Linked DNA regions of Mus musculus: region 2 is linked to region 1. Evidence: chromatin contacts called from public Hi-C data. All regions are on one chromosome and are shown on one strand. Each heading gives the region's core, a stretch centred on a gene start, on an enhancer-like site or on the middle of the called end of the contact. The rest is flanking DNA. Distances are from core to core; before and after follow the strand shown.

Evidence for each region. A called contact is a pair of places that touch in the nucleus more often than the background predicts.
Region 2: a Hi-C map of CD8 T cells shows a contact between it and region 1, with 2.2 times the contacts expected there. The contact joins the enhancer-like site here to the promoter of Kif21b in region 1. A contact is called at or near these places in 3 of 39 promoter capture datasets (hippocampal neurons, liver and pre-B cells), 4 of 15 datasets of contacts at CTCF or cohesin (CD8 T cells, the NIH/3T3 cell line, large pre-B cells and 1 more), 46 of 484 Hi-C or Micro-C datasets (CD4 T cells, CD8 T cells, ECoMG-derived neutrophils and 31 more), 25 of 115 datasets of contacts at active chromatin or transcription factors (the 230-238 cell line, CD8 T cells, the HPC-7 cell line and 16 more) and 3 of 9 other capture datasets (adipose tissue, liver and pancreatic islet).

The regions. Positions count from the first base shown.
Region 1 is chr1:136,129,909-136,132,968 of GRCm38.p6, forward strand. Kif21b (kinesin family member 21B) reads left to right here and starts at 1,482. Exons shown (of 35, transcript NM_001039472.2): 1 at 1,482-1,854. The coding sequence starts at 1,814. It overlaps Gm15850 (predicted gene 15850), which reads right to left and starts at 1,275. Exons shown (of 3, transcript NR_046170.1): 1 at 1,113-1,275.
Region 2 is chr1:136,172,673-136,175,587 of GRCm38.p6, forward strand. It overlaps Kif21b (kinesin family member 21B), which reads left to right. Exons shown (of 35, transcript NM_001039472.2): 34 at 131-330; 35 at 1,365-2,915. The coding sequence ends at 1,419. Among named protein-coding and RNA genes, the nearest start is that of Mroh3, 39 kb to the right of the region's middle. Within about 2 kb of position 1,604, at least 91 of the 459 cell types and tissues checked have an H3K27ac peak or open chromatin away from gene starts, as enhancers often do. A contact at or near this core is called in CD8 T cells, the G1E-ER4 cell line, Th1 cells and 11 more, where this site is marked.

The DNA of each region.
Region 1 (3,060 bases), core at 232-2,731:
CGTCCCAATTTCCCAACACTGTCTCTTGCTCTAAGGAATTTGATTCACTGGCTTTGGGTTTCAGATGCTAATATTAATAAAATATATAGGATCCCACCAGGACCCCTTACACACCACCATCACCACTACCTCTCTGGGGCTCTGGCTCTCCTCCTGTTTGCTACGAGGGTAGGAAGAATGAGCTGACCTAACTTTCACATTTTCCCTTAAAACTATTCCAAACAGGCACCTGGGTTCCCGAGTGGAGCAGTCACAGATGGGGGTGGGGAGTGGGGAATGATGGCACCAAGAAGTGGATCCTCAGGACCCTAACGTACATCCCAGCCAAGACGTCTCACAGGGTTTCATCATCTGAGGCTGATGCAAGAAGCTTGGAGCCAGACTCCCCTGCCTCCCCTCCCCCAGAGGTCTCCATCCACATCTTGAGCTGCAGCTGGGTCCTCCTCTTGGGCCTTTTCCAGAGGAAGGAGCTGGGTGAAGCCTGGGAAGGGAGGGCAGCTGGTGAGGGGCCCTGTGAATGGTCCTAATGTTGGTTGTTGGGGGGCAGGGAGAAGAGTGGGGCTGGGAGGGTGCAGGGGTGAACTGGAATGGGACTTGACTTCACATTACTGGTCTCCTTTCTCATAGCCCTGTGTTGAAAAGTCTCCTGGGCTAATCCTTTATATACATTTCTGATGGCAGCGCTGGCCTCCTTTGCCTTCTAGCTTCTCCCAGGTATCTGGAGTCAAGTGCTTCTTTGTTCCTACTACTTCCCAGGCAGATCTGGCCTCCCACATCGACTCCCCCACACACAACCCGCCCCCCCCCCCCACTGTCACAAAGAGTGTGAACCAGGCCCTGTGGGTCATAAAGGTTAGTGGGACCCTGGTTTAGTGAGGAGAACCTGAGCCAGTCAGCCATCAAAGCAAACTATGAGCTTAAAGATGTTGCAGAGTGGAGGTGGGGAAATTTACTTCCACATCAACAAGAATCCCCTTCAATAAAGGTTGGCGGATTTACCGAAATAAATGCAGAAGGGACACTTCGCTGACTCTTTCAAATTGCAAATTGCTCATCTCTATGAGATGCTTTGAGGTGCAGCACACCGCCCAGCCCAGAGACCAGGTTCTTACCCATGCCTAGCCACAGACTCGCTGTATGACCTTGGGGTGTTCCTCTTTGAGTCCCGTTCCTCATTTAGGAAAGGAAGATCCCACTGAGACTGAGGTACCATGACTTCGAGGGCCGTGGTTCCCGAATGGTCAACTTCCCAGGGACGAGTCCATCATGCCACTCCCGCTTTCACTCCCAAGCCCTCCAATCCTACCCCGCCCCTCCCAGCCACCCGATGGACGGGAGCCAAGAGGTCTCTTTAAAGGCTCAAGTCCCGCCTCTGCTGCTCGTTGGGGCCTTCTATTGGCGGCCTCTGGGAGGGGCGGGGCCCTGCGCGGCTCTGAGGGGCTGGGGGTGGGTCCTGAGGTGGCTCGGCCCCCGCCCCCTTTGTTCGCGCTGCGGCGGGAGGTGGCGGTCCGGGTGGGAGGTGTGTGCGCGCGCGTGTGCCGCGCTGTAGGGAGCTGCGGGTCTCACTGCCCGCTGTCAACGAGCTCAGCACCTCCGCGCGATGGCTGGAGGAGACGCATGGGACCAGCCCCGTGGGGCCGGCCGCGGCTGAGCCCCTCTGCCGCCTCCTGCGAGCATGTCACCTCCAGCCTACGAGGTCGCTTTCGCTAGCAGGGTCCCTGCCTCCGCCTTCTGCAGCCGCAGCCGCTGCCTGGAGCAGTGGCCCCCGGACCCCCGCCCCTGATCCGCGCCCAGACCCTGGTGCCGGAGGACCATGGCTGGCCAGGGCGACTGCTGCGTCAAAGTGGCCGTCAGGTAAGGGTCGATGGCGGGGAAGGGGCGTGCGAGGAGGGGTTCGAGCTTTGTCTCGCGTGTTCTCGGGCGGGGGGCGCGGGCACCGCTCGAGCTGGAGTCTGCAGTCCAGGAGGAGGGGCCGACGCGCGCTGGCCCGGCTGCCGCAGGGGAGCGGCGGCCCAGCGGACTGATGGAAGGTGGCTTTGTTTGGGTGGTAATTTCTGGCCCCTCTTGGGAGCACTTAATGATCAGAAAATCGAATAAACAAGGAAATCCGGTATTTCACACCCAGCTTTGGCCCAGGCCGGAGCGTCTGTGTGTTTCCTCTTGTCCTCCCCATGAGGCTGCTGTCTCATTCTGGGGTATAGGAGGGAATCCCCCCTCCCCCCATCTACCCCAGTTAGCCAGTTCTACGCTCTTGATCCAGCTCACCATCCTGGGAGCGGATACAACAGACAAAGATCGGTTGTGGGACCCATGAAAGGGTTGGAATGGTGCCTTGGCTTTCCACGGGGTGCCAATGGCTTTTGGAGAAAGCCCTGCTGGTCCTGCCCCAAGAGGAGATGGTGCTAGGGAGGAAGAAAAAGGTGTATCCGAGGGACTAATCCAGAAGGGGTGAAAGGGGTGACAGGACCCTAATGCTACATTCACAGGCACAAAGGTGAAACTGAGCAGGGGGGAAGGGCCCCTAGATTTATCTGGATTCCCATTCCCGATATCTGTAGGTATTAGAAGTAATCTGGCAGACATTAAGAGGAAAGAGGACGGGACTTAGTGGGTTCTTTTCCTAGGGGCACACAGGTGCAGGGACAGGAAATGCTACAAAGTTGAACTCTCTGTTCTTTGCAGAGAGTGAAGATGCCTCCCACCAGCTCTCCCGACTGTGTTTTGTGGTCTTCTCTTTAAGAAGAACATAGTGGGAGAGTAGCAATGTGAGTGAGCTGGTCACCAACTCACAGATGCACTGAGGAACATACATCTCTGGTTCTGGCCTTATAGAGTGGGGGAGGGGAGCAGTCAAATTCTAGGGTAGGTCCTTGAGACAAGTGTTCAAATCCCCTGGGTCAGAGATGACCCAGATTCCAGGGATCCTGGGAAGAAGCTCATAGACAAGATGAGAGAAATCGATGAGATAGGTTCTCTCTTCCTGCCCCAGAGCAGATGCCCACCCCCCAACTCTGTATAATCCAGAGAGAAGGCACGGAGGCTTAGTATATAATAGCTCAG
Region 2 (2,915 bases), core at 354-2,853, 43 kb after region 1:
TCTGCATGTTAGAGCTGTCCGGAGCCAGGCGGCATTCCTCCATGGCTAGCAGGAGGGGTGATGTGCTCCTGGGGCCCTGGGGCAGGCCCTCTCTCTTCCCTACACCTTATGAGCCCTGGTCCTTCCACAGCAAATCCCCAACGCTCACAAGGACTGGGTGTGCGCCCTGGCCTTTGTACCCGGCCGGCCCATGCTGCTGAGCGCCTGCCGGGCCGGCTTCATCAAGGTCTGGAATGTGGACAACTTCACACCCATTGGTGAGATCAAGGGCCACGACAGCCCCATCAATGCCATCTGCACCAACAGCAAGCACATCTTCACGGCCTCCAGGTAGGTGCTAGGCAGAGAGAGCCGCTTTGCTCCCCTCCTAGAGTGACCAAGTTGACAACTGGCTCAGGGCTCCGCAGCTGTCCCCACACACAGATCCCATCAAGCACTCCTCTTTATATTTAGTGCTCAACTTCACTGAGCACTAGGCACCCAATGTCCTGGGTGCTGCAAAGGCAGGGGATCAGGGAGCCACTGGGCCCCAGGCCAGGACTTGCCCCCCCGCAGCGATCCAAATGGCTCTCACCCCCCAAGGGCTACAGACTGCCCTGCACCACTCCCACACCTCTGCCCCTCCAGCTGTAGCTCTGGCTCCTGTGCAGGCAGTGCCAGGCCCTCTATCCCAGGGACACTACTCAGCCGGGTTTCTTCTTTTCTCTCCTTGTTCCCACCATGTCCCTTCTCTCCCCTCCCATCTCTTCCTACCTCTCTTCTCTGCCTCTACCTCCCACCCCCACCCCCCCTCAAATAGTGACTGCCGGGTAAAGCTGTGGAATTACGTCCCTGGACTCACCCCCTGCCTTCCTCGACGAGTCCTGGCCATAAAGGGCCGCGCCACCACCCTGCCCTGACCTTCCCCCTCCCCCTCTCACTCTTCCCATCTTGCCTTTTCCTGTCTTTCCCCCACCTCGATCTGAGCTGCTTCTTCACGGTATGAGCCTGTTTTACTCTTAACCTTCTTACTTCACGCCCTGCCTGGCCCTACAGATCACCCTCCCCGACCCTCTTGCTAGCATGAGCAGTGGGCCAGAACCCTAAGGTGGCAGAGAACAGGGGGAGGCATTCAGGCCTGGACACAACACAACAGGAAAGTCTGGGACACCAGTCTTGCAGGGTCTTGCAGAGCATGGCCTGGGCCCTCCCCTTACCCAGTACCCCTCCCCGTGAGGTCTTCACTGGTCCTAAGCAGCATCTGCCTTAGCCCAGCCATATGTGAGGGAGGTGGGAAATTTGCCCAACCTTTGCTTTGGGGTGGGGGTGGGGCAACCAGCAGGGTCCACACCCACAGCTGAGCAGCCTCCCTCTGTCCTCCCCAGTGACCTGACAGTGAAGTTCTGGAGCATACGGCGGCTACCAGCAGCCCACCCTTGAAGTTAGGACTAAAGGTGGCTAGACCGTCAGATCAGACCCAGCAGCCTACCCAGCACGGAAAGGAAGCTGTGGCCCGACCTTACCGGAACAGCCAAGTTCACCGGAGTACAGAGGGTGTGGCTCTTCTCTCGCTCTGCTTCCTCCACCACCCCTTCTGTCCCTCCCCTGCCTCCTAAGAAAGACGAGGTGGAGGAGGGACACAAGCTGTGAAGCCAAAGGGCACGATTCCCCAAGCTGCTGCTCCACCTGTTCCCAAGCCTTCCTCTCAACTGGCCACATTGTCTCCTGCTGAGCCAGCCCTGCCCCTCCCCCAGGCCCTCAGCCTCGGTTGAGACCGAGGGAGAAGCAGGGAGAAGCCCCCATCTATCTTCCAGTGAGCTAGCCTCCTCTGTGTCTCCTAGCCCCACCTCCGGAGCCGCTTCACCTGCCTCTGAGCCCACCAAGGTAGTTCTCAGGTAACCATGGAAACCAGATGTAAGCAGCTGAGTCCTGCCGCTCACCCACAGCCAATCCCAGTGGGGCCCCGGCCCAGTCTTTCCTTGAGGTTCTCTTCTGCTGGGGCCTCAGTGGAGCTGTTTAAACAGTTCCTTTGGGGGGAAGGTCAGCGGCACTGCAGTCATTTAATATATTGATTTTTATTTTTGTGTTCTGCTGTTTGCCTCCTGGAAACTGACTTGAAGTTTCTTCCCATTCTTCCCTCCCCTCCTGGCACGGAGGTGGGGTGGGGTGGGGTGGGGGTGGGGGCCTTCCCTCTGCTTGCTCTGCAGATGAGGGGATAGCCTTCTCTATCCTTTGCAGCTCTGACAATTGCCCCGGACCTGCCCATGCCGGCATACCTTCTAGGATAGACCAGGTCTCTAGGCCGCCTAATGCCGCAGTGCCTTTCTCCATCCTGAGGCCTGATATCATGCCGGGCAGCCTTATACTAGCCATGCCCGCAGCCCACTTGTGTCTTCTACTCCTGGGCCTGGTGCCCACAGCCCCTGAAGGTCAGAGCATTCACCCCAACGGCCCAGTACCAGGGAGCTTGGTGGACTGCCCACTAGGTAGGCTTTGAGTAGTAAGGGTACCAGGTCCTTTGCCTAACCCCCCAGCCAGTTATGTTTCCACCCCCAAGGGGCTAGGGAACATCTTCAGCTTCTTTTCCTTTAGTTGTTCCAGAAACAGCCTTAAAACCAGCCTGGGACAAAGGCCCTCCCTTTTCAATTAGCGTGAGGAGGCAGTGACTCCTTGCTTCTCCCCTTGGTGCTGTGGACTCAGCTGCTGGGATGAGGTGAAGTCAGTGTCTAGCGCCCCCTACTGGAACAACTCTGAATTTATAGAACTGGGCCATGAGAGGGGCCAGCTCCGTTCCTCCCCCGGCTTCCCCTGCCCTTAAACTGGTCCACACTTACTCTATTGCTTCACTGGTCTTATGCATCCTGGTCTCATTCCGGGATCCATGAGCCTCAGCCCCATTCAGAGGCCGTGGTGACTTGTGGAGAGCTAGCATAGCG